Regions from separate parts of the Mus musculus genome. Here region 1 is linked to region 2. A link is a contact called in public HiChIP or PLAC-seq data. All regions are on one chromosome and are shown on one strand. The core of a region is the stretch at or near the end of the contact, and the rest is flanking DNA. Distances in the headings are between cores, read along the strand shown.

Region 1 (4,913 bases), core at 311-2,810, 42 kb before region 2:
GCTCAGCAGGTGACTGTCCCCACTGCCCAGCCTGGTGTCCTGAGCTCAATCCCCAGGGCCCCATACAGTAGAAAGGGAGAACCAGCTCCCACAATATGTCCTCTGACCTCCACACACAAGTATAAATGGATGCACACACACACACACACACACACACACACACGTGTATATACATGTGCACAATAAATAAATGTAAACATTTAAAAACCTTTTCCTCAGTAAACTGAGCTTTGCTTCAGACTGCCTCATTTTCTGTGGGGAACAAGAGAATCCAGCTGCCCCTGACCAGAGGTTAGGGTGTGAAGTGGGTGCCCCAGGGAGGGCCTGGCAGAGGCTGGGTCTTTCCCCGTCTCCTGGATGCTGAGCTGGAAGTGCTGGCAGTTTGGGGTGGGATATGCTGTGGACTGCTTTCTGTCCAGGACAGAAACACTTCTCAGTGCTTTTGGACGCTTTTCCTCTTGCTTGTAGATGACTACAGAGGGACAGGGAGATGGCGCTGTGGGCTGAGGGCGCAGAGCCAAAAGGACAAAAGAGCCTGGGTCCTACCTCAGTATGAAGAAAACTGCAGCAAATCTAGAATACACCTCATGGAACTGTGTTTCCTGTGTACAGTGGAACATTACCCATCCAGTAAAAAAGATGGGCTCTGTGGGAAAAGGTGCCAGGCCTGAGGACCCAAGCTATCCTTTGACCTCCAAGACCTGTGTGTGTTGGCAGACAGAGAGAGCCAGAAGCGCACACGCGCGCGTGTGCACACACACACACACACACACACACACGGTCACTTGCACACGAACAGGATGGAACGCAGGTCTTTATGTTTACCCAGCAAGCACTTTATCAACTGAGCCATCCCCAGCTCCTTCCGTCCCTATTTTTTCTCAATTGTCCCCACTGGAAACCCAGCCTCAGTTTCCTTCTCAGGAGGATGGAGAAGGATATAAAAAGTATTCCTCCTGGTATAAGGAGTGAGGCTTACACTTGATTGTTCAGGAAAAGTGCTGATCAGACCCAGGGAGCGGCCAAATGGGACTTTTCTCATTCTCTGAGCAAAGCTGACTGTGATTGGCTGTTATCATTCTCTTTTTCTGAGTAAAGCTGCCTGTGATTGGCTCTGACAAGTTTCCAGCCCAGAGGAAGGAGGCCAGATGAGGACCCCAGCTGCTAGCCAAAAAGCAGCCCAGGAAATGACAGCACATTCCCATGATCCTTAGCTGTCCCAGGAGAGCTCCGGCCTGGTTCCATCCTGACCTCAGACTAACTTTCCAAACTGCAGCTCTGCGTAGAGATTCACTTGCCCTGGATCTTGGCGTCCCAGTGGGGGCCCAGAATCAGGAGGGATTCATAGTACATTCGGGCCACCCACTTCTTTCAGGTCTGATTCTTGTACCCGAACCGGGGTAAGGTGCAACTGGATAGACTGTCCCTGGTCCCTGCAGGCCCCACCCCCACCACACATTAATTAAAATGTGAATCACAGCTGAGTCACTAAAGAGAGGGGGAAAAAAGGTCAATGAGCCAGTCTGGCTCCCCCTCCTTCCAGCTCTAAGGCATGAGTCAGCAAAGTACAGATCAGAAAATGGGGAAGAGAAGGGAGAGAGGTGTGCGGCTCTGCCTGAGAAGCGTCGTCAGCGAGAGCTGCTTTAGTTCTTGGGTTAGCAAAAAATAGTTTCCTAGCCCCTCCCTCAAGGTCTGTTAGCCAGCCCTGTGCTGAGCACAGCGATTCTCATGTCTGCCCAGCTTTTCCGAGGAGCTTTGGCACTTTGGGTCTTGCCCACTTCAAGGATGGCAGGCTCTTTATTAAGGCACCCCTAAGAAGCAGATGTCAACTCTCATCTCCCTACTCCATACCATCCCCAAAGCCCATTAGTCTCTTTAGATTTCTGTGTGATAGCCCTGTTCTGTAGCGAGCAACAGGAAGTGACCACCACTAGGTGGGAAGAATATTCCGGAAGTGCTGATCTCGGGGGTGGGGGTGGGGGTGGGGCTTCATGACACGGTACCCAAGCTGGGACTGGTGGTACAGGCCTATAGTCTGAGCTACTCCTACTTGAGAATTGGAGGCAGGAGGATCACAAATTCAAAGGCTGACTGAGCAAAGTTCAAGGCCAACCTCGGATGACTTAGTAAAATTCTGTTTTAAGGTAAAAAGTAAACAGGAATGGGGGTTGGGGGTGGACACACATGGTACCCGTCAACAGCCAGTGCAGAGGGACAACAGTCCAATAGGTCCTGCTTCACCCTGTCCCTGGGAAGGTAGAAAGACATACCCTACTGAGAGCTGAGTCTCAGACGACCACATACTCAAGACATGCATTAAGTGTGTGTGTGTGTGTGTGTGTGTGTGTGTGTGTGTGTGTGTGTGTGTGTGTGTGTATGCGCATGTGCATGTGCACATACACACATCAGGACACCTTGCAGGAGTTGATTCTCTCTTCCTACCATTTATATCCCAGAAGTGAACTCAGGTCATTAGGTTTAGCAGCAAGCACCTTAACCCACTGAGCCATCTTGCTGGGCTGGAGCTGGGCTTTTCCCTTGTGACATTTTTCACTTCTGCTGGTTGAAGTGGCAGAGGTGGAGCCCGTGCACACAAAGGGCTCAAGCGAAGACACAGTGGCAGCCTGGCACTCCCTGCTGCAGGGGGATGGAAAGGAACCCCACGTCTGTGGTACAGCTGGACCCACAGGAGCCTGCCCCTGCCCACAACCACCACTAAGTTCTCTCTTCTCCCCTCCTGCCTGATGAATGCAGTTCTTAGTCCCAAGCTTCAAGCCACATTTTGGAGGAGGTGCAGCCTCCATCCGAGGGACCCTGCATGGCTGTGTGGAGCCACACCCCACTTCACCTCATCGTACCCATCACCAATCACATTTTAGAAGGTGATTTCTTTTCTTTCTTTCTTTCTTTCTTTCTTTCTTTCTTTCTTTCTTTCTTTCTTTCTTTCTTTCTTTCTTTTTCTTTCTCTCTCTCTCTCTCTCTGTCTCTCTCTCTCTCTCTCTCTTTCTTCTTCTTCCTCTTCTTCTTTTTTTTTTTGTTTGTTTTTTGAGACAGGGTTTCTCTGTATAGCCCTGGCTGTCCTGGAACTCACTTTGTAGACCAGGCTGGCTTCGAACTCAGAAATCTGCCTGCCTCTGCCTCCCGAGTGCTGGGATTAAAGGAGTGCACCACCACGCCCGGCGGAAGGTGATTTCTGAGGGACTAGGGGCATGGCTCAGTGGGTGAAGGTGCCTGCTGCCAAATCTGATGACCTGAGTTCCATCCCTGGAAGGAACCCACATGGTAGAAAGAGGAGACTGACAGAGACAAAGCATACTCTGACTGCATGTGTACCATGTGCATCATGACATAGGCACACGTGAGTGTATACACACACACACACACACACACACACACACACACACACACACACACACACCACACAGTGATGTAATTTAAAAACTTGTAACAAATGTGATTTCTGGGCTGGGGAGATGGCTCAGTGGGTTAAAAGGTCTTTCTTGCAAGCATCGGAACCTAAGTTTGGGTCCCCAGCACCCTGTGAAAAGCCACAGTAGTGATGTGGGTCTGTAAGTCCAGCACTCATGAGACACAGACAAATGAATGTCCGAGCTTGCTGTCCAGCCGGCCCTAGCTAGGTGAGTAACAGATGCTTTAAGAGACCCTGTCTTAACAAACAAGGAGAGAGGGATCTAAGAAGACGCCCTTTGTCAATGCCTGGCTGGTACACACAGAGAACACACATGTAATAAAACTGAAGTTGGTTTCTAAGGCTGGGAGTGTGGCTCGGTGGCAGAGAGCCTGCTAGCCTAGGTGAGGCCCTGGATCCCATGCACAGCCAGACAGGAAAAACCCACAGCTCTCTCGTGCACGGTGCGAAGCCTGGTGACTGGAATTTAGACTCTGAGACCCACATGGCAGAAGGAGAGACCCCAACTCTTACCAAGTTGTCCTTCCACCTCCATGTGGGCCACCCCCACGTGCGGAGAGATCTTTGGCTGTACCTGTCCATGTGGCTAGTTTTAGCCAGCACATTCTCAAAGGTCCTTGATAAGGTTTTTAAATGGACAGTGATGTACCTGCTGAGAGCCCTTTTTCCCTTCTGACCAGACAACGCAACCATTCCCTCAGTGAGACCTGCCCTGAGATGTCTCTGGGATTCTTTTATCCACTCATCCCACAATCTGGCCATTGAGCTGGGGGAGCCTCCTTTCTGATGGAGGGAAGATGGGCTTGGTCTGGGATCTCACCGAGCAGAAGCGCCAATCTGCATGTTGGCAGCAGGAGAGGTGGTAAAACCTCCAGGAGGTGGGGGGCCCTGGTGGGAGGAGGCGTGGGCACCAGGAACTGTGCAATACTGACCTCCCCCCCCAGCCTCCTCCTTCCTTCTCTCTTCTTCCTAGTGGCTATGAGGGACCTGGTCATGCTCCACCTTCCATGATCTCCTGTCTTACCAGAAACTTCCAAAACTGTGAACTTCAATAAACTTTTCTTCTTCGTACCTTGGTTATCTGGGGTATTTTGTGACTCGGATAGAAGGCTAATGTATTCGGTAAATATGCGAGCCAGAAGCAAACTCTGTTACTATGGTGATGTGTCAGAGTACCACATGTATGACCGATGTATGAGCAGTGAGGCTGGAGCACACCAGTGTCAGAGGATTAAGAAGTTACTAGGCCTAAGGAAGCCCATTCTTACTAAGAACTGAGTTCCGGGCTTGTGTAAGCTAGGTACGTGCTCTACCATTGAGTTACACCCCAGCTTCTCCCTCTGATTCTGAGTCGGCTTCATGTACCCCAGGCTACCCTGAAACTCATGATCTTCCTGCCTCTGCCTCCTCACAATGACCGTGCTCCCACAGGGTAGCCTGACACCCAGGATGTTGGCCTTGGACTCTCAATCCTGTTCCAGCC
Region 2 (4,852 bases), core at 895-3,394:
TCCAGGGCCAGGACGATGCAGTTAGCAATGATGGTGGCCAGGATCATGTACTCGAAGGGAGTGTGAGGGTTAAGGAGCAGACCTCCAATGGCTTTGTGATCAGCACTCTGTCCTCTCCCAGCAACTCAGCCCAACATCTCCAGCCCACCCCCTTGTCCCTCAGTCTTTCCCATCTCTACCCCATTCATACACACAGTCACCTCCCTTTCGGGCTGGAGGACACCCCTACCTCTCGCAGGCCTACACCAATGACTTTTTTAAAAAGTTTCTATTAGCATGTACTAGCTACACGTGTGGGTCATATTCAAGCCCCTTCCCCTTTCTTGTCTCCTCCTCTCTGTGTCCCTTTCTAACCCAGTCCCCTTGTCCTTCTTCTGATTTCTTTTCCCTCCCTTTCTGCCTCCCTCCCTCCCTTCCTCAGTGAGTTTAAGGTTGCCCACAGAAGCACAGGTACTTCATCAGTGACAACACCCCTGGAGAAAGATGTTGCCACACTTGCCACACTTTGTCCTCATAGAAGGACAAAGCCTTGTGACCCCTCTTTCTTCCATGGCATGGTGTTTACAGGCCCAATCTTGTGCACACAGCACAGTGGCCACAGCATGCCAAGCCCCAGCCTTCACTCATTCCTTGCATTCTTTCCACCCCTGCAGAGCCATGACTACAAATGCAGGAGCTCTGCATTGGCTGAGAGACACCCCAGCATTCCCCGCATTCCCCACTACTGCAGACAGAGCCAAGGGCAGAAGACAGCAAAGTTTCTGGACTCACAGAGAAGCCAGTAAGCGAAATGAGCTCAGCACCCAGAGCACACTAGATGGTGAACTAGATGCAGTAGATGGTGAACTCAGCACCCAGAGCACACTAGATGGTGTGGAGGGCATGCTTATGCTAGCATCCACGAATCCAACCGGCCAGAGATGAAAAGTATAAAAGGCTGAGCCTCATAACTAGAATAAATCTTTTTAACCTAGTGGTGGCTTTAGAGCAGGCATCTCAGGAGGTGATCTGACAGTATCTGTCTCCTCAGTCTCTCTCCTTCACCCCAGGAACTGTCTGCTGGGCCGCATGGGGCCTCAGCACTTGGGAGGACACATGCTGCTCCTACATGAGGGCTTGACACACAGACTAGTTCACAGCAAAATCACACCCTGTTCTCTGGCTCAGTCTCTCAGAGGCAACCCTAGTCCGTCGCGTTGTGAATGGAGCTAGAAACCTTGGAGCTGGAAGGCAAGAGGGAACAGGTGATGTTAGCCATGCAGTCACAGCACTCTGAGTACAGGGACAGTGGGTTCCCAGCCTGACACAGTGCCTGAGTTGGTGCTGTCCTGGGCACTGTGGGATATGGAGTAGCATGTGTGGTTCTAAAACCAAAGGCAACACTGCGTGTCCCCAGAGGCAGTGTGCCCTCCCATTCCACATGGGGAGAACTGCCTTCCTGTGTAGGAACTAGATACACAGTTGCAAGACACTGTGACTGTATGGAATGCCTTTGAAAAGTTTCCCTTTGAAAAGTTAACTGGCTCAGTGCCCTTTGATCTTGATCGTACTTTTGTTGTTGTTTTGTCTTGATTTTTTGTTTTGTTTTGTTTTGTTTGAGGCGGGGGCTTAACATGTAGCCTCAAACTCAGGAGCCTCCTGCCTCAGCCTCCCAAATGATGGGATCACAGGCCACTGTATTCTGGAAGTGCTATCAGTCTACCCCTTAGAGGGTTGGAAGGAGCTAAGCCTGGACCCATTTTCCAGGTGGGAAGGCAGAGAGAGTGAACGTAGGAGGAAGTGACTTGGGAAAGCCAGGCCCTTCCTGTGTTTTGCTTCAGCTTCACTGCACAGCTGCAAACAGCAATTTAGGAAGATAACAAAACCTTCTCAGAGCCCATCAGTGACTGGCTTCTTGCCTCTCAGTGCCCGTGACTAGCCCCAGAACAAAGCGCTGCAGACTCCCCTCTGTCTCACCCTGCAGCTTGGAAAACAAGAGCTGATATTTGCACACAGAGAAAGGGAGGCCAAGCCCTTGCTGGCGATTTGAATGAGACTCACATCCTCACACAGCCAGCCCGCCCAGCCTGAGTGGCTGCTTCTTCTCAGAGCCACCATCTCCTGCTGGCATTCCTTGGCTTCCTGTCCCCAGATGGCTGCCATGGAAGTGCCTTAGCAGCAGCTGGCACCACGTTTAGGTACTGCTGTGTCAGCAAGGTTCCTATTGCCTAGGCTTCAGAACCCAGAATTCCCCAGGTCTGAAAGGAAGCCCTGGCATGCAGGCAGAGGGTCAGTGAGACCCCAGTCCTTCCTAGCAGGCAGGCAGAGAGTCAGCAAGACCCCAGTCCTTCCTAGCAGGCAGGCAGAGGGTCAGCGAGACTCCCACTCCTTCTTTGAAACTTCACTGCATTTATCTGTCAGTTTTCAAAGCGCTGGGGATGGAACCCCGTGCCTCATGCATGCTAAGCAAGAGCTCTACCTCTGAGTCACATCCTCAGCCCTCTTTCTAGTTTTTATTTCAAGACAGGATCTCACGCAGTCACCCAGGCTGGCCTCTGAGTCACACTGCAGCTCAGGGAAGCCTTACAACTACAATTCTCCTGCCTCAGCCTCCTGAGTTCTCAGAATGACAGACCCACACCCCCAGCTCAGATCCTGACACTCGATTTCATTTTCTTTTTGTCAAACCCAGATGCATGCGCTTCCGATTGTCACTTCGCAGGCCCTAAGCATGAGAGTCAGTGCTAGCATGCCCCACGCTCTGGTCACACAAAGCATCATGGCCCTTTAAGGATGCAGTCTGAGCCCTGCATCCACCTGCTGAGTCAGAAGGAGTCGTCTCTGGAGCTTCTGGGGCTATGTGCAGACACAGTTCAGAAAGCCTCTGCTCCACTTCAGGGTGGGTGGAACCAGGGGCTCGGAGCTCTGAGTCTTCTCAGGAGGAGGGCTCCTCATTTTCTTCCCAGTTTGTACCTCCACATTCAAGAGTCCCGATGATTTCAAGAGTCCTAGATTCCCCCACTCAGGTCAGGGAGCTGAGAAGAAACCCCACACCTTAATGAAGCAGGAGTACTGTTGGGATGGGGGGCAGGCAAGCAGAAGACTGCAGGTTATAATGTGTGCGAGAACTTAATAGGCCTCATCTCATTTAGAAGAAAAGCTGGGGACCTCTCCATGGTGGTCCGGGAGCCACCACTGTGCTCTCTCTCTCTCTCTCTCTCTCTCTCTCTCTCTCTCTCTCTCTCTCTCTTGCTTTGCTTCCCATGATGTCCCCAGAGCTTTCAAGCATCCCAGGCGTGTCTGAGCTAAGGACCTCTGCATGTGCTGTTCATACTCCCGAGATGCTTTTTGCAGATACCAACAGGACTCCCTCCCTTGGTTCCTCTCAAGGGTTACTTCCTTCAATTCTGTCTCTGCTTAATTTCCCCACACACTGTATTTAAGACAGTGCTATGGTTTCTGTCATCCTCTTGTCCATTGTCTCCCCTGTGACACAGGCATGACACAGGCAGGGGTTTGCTCTGGTCTCCTTTGTTCATGGGTTTGTCCGGCTCCCCTATGAAAGCCTTGGCTAGACACCGAGTATTTCATCAGAGGGAGGGAGGAGGAGACCTAGGAGTTGTTGGGAATTGAACCTGGAGCAAGAGCAGCAAGTGCTGCCAATCACTGACCTACCTCTCCAGCTCCATAGAAGGCTTAAGAAAATGTGTGTTTGCCTCTGTGAGTGTTCATGTGAGTGGAGGCCAGACAACTTCTTTTGGCACCCGCTCCTCCCCTTCCCCTTCCCCTTCCCTTTAAACCGATCCACTGGGGACATGCTAAGTGTACAGTCTGGGACCAGAGGAGATGACGCTGGTTAAAGCACTTGCTCTACAAGCATGGGGACCTGAGTTCGATGACTGGAACCCATGTGAGAAGCCAGACCTATAATCTCAGTGCTGAGAAGACAGGGATAGGTGGATTCCTGGGGCTCCTCCATAGCTAGTCTGATTGAATTGGTGATCCCCAAGTTAGAAAGAGACCCTGTCTAAAAGGAGGTGGACAGTGTTTCTAACAATGACCCCAAGGGTGTTGTCTGGCCTCCACTCGCATGAACACTCACAGAGGCAAACACACATTTTCTTAAGCCTTCTATGGAGCTGGAGAGGTAGGTCAGTGATTGGCAGCACTTGCTGCTCTTGCTCCAGGTTCAATTCCCAACACCCACATGGTAGCTCACAACCATCTACAGCTCCAGTTCCAGGGGATTTGACCTTCTCTTCTGAATTCCAAAGGCACCAGACATGCAGATGGCACCCACACATACATTCAAGCAAAATACTCATACACATAAAAAATTTAAAAATCTAAAAAGCAGTTTTAAAACCCTTTGAAATCATAGTCACCGAGTACCAAGATTAAAGATGGCTTCTGAGTTCCTGCCATGAGAAGAGGGGAAGAGCCTGAGGCAGAGATGGAAGGTTGTGCTGGGAACAGGGTGCAAGAGGAGCCTCCGCAGCCCAACTCCCTGGGCCTGATCTGTGGGACCCCGCTCACAGCTGTGCTGAGCAATGCCCGTGTTAGCCACACTGCTTCCTGGGTACTCTGGAGAGAAAATCATTATGCCAGCATGTCTAGAGTCCTCGGCAGTGAAGAGGCCAGGGGGAGGCAGGAGGGTGAGGAGTGGGGAGAAGAGAAGGCAGTTGGCTGGGAAGCCAAGCTGCCACCCCCACAGACTCCAGAAGTCTAGGGAGCACACAACCCTGCAGGCGAGTGCTCAGCTTCCTCAAAAGGTCCAGTAGGGCCCACAGAGCATCCTGGTAGGAGGCTCTGAAAAAGGACTGAGGAACTGCTTAGGGGAAAGGCAGGCTGTGTGAACTCTCAGGGCTTTGTC

Evidence for each region. HiChIP or PLAC-seq counts read pairs in DNA pulled down with a chosen protein or histone mark.
Region 1: a contact with region 2 is called in an H3K27ac HiChIP or PLAC-seq map of embryonic stem cells, with 13 read pairs. The contact joins two enhancer-like sites. A contact is called at or near these places in 8 of 484 Hi-C or Micro-C datasets (the G1E-ER4 cell line, cerebellum, cerebral cortex and 5 more) and 4 of 115 datasets of contacts at active chromatin or transcription factors (bone marrow-derived macrophages, embryonic fibroblasts and embryonic stem cells).

Annotation. Positions count from the first base shown.
Region 1 is chr8:84,498,423-84,503,335 of GRCm38.p6, reverse strand. All of the region lies in intron 3 of Cacna1a (calcium channel, voltage-dependent, P/Q type, alpha 1A subunit), which reads right to left. Among named protein-coding and RNA genes, the nearest start is that of Cacna1a, 86 kb to the right of the region's middle. Within about 2 kb of position 1,560, at least 126 of the 459 cell types and tissues checked have an H3K27ac peak or open chromatin away from gene starts, as enhancers often do. A contact at or near this core is called in bone marrow-derived macrophages, cerebral cortex, embryonic fibroblasts and 1 more, where this site is marked.
Region 2 is chr8:84,456,698-84,461,549 of GRCm38.p6, reverse strand. Cacna1a (calcium channel, voltage-dependent, P/Q type, alpha 1A subunit) reads right to left here. Exons shown (of 47, transcript NM_007578.3): 2 at 1-60. Among named protein-coding and RNA genes, the nearest start is that of Cacna1a, 44 kb to the right of the region's middle. Within about 2 kb of position 2,144, at least 74 of the 459 cell types and tissues checked have an H3K27ac peak or open chromatin away from gene starts, as enhancers often do. A contact at or near this core is called in bone marrow-derived macrophages, cerebral cortex, embryonic fibroblasts and 1 more, where this site is marked.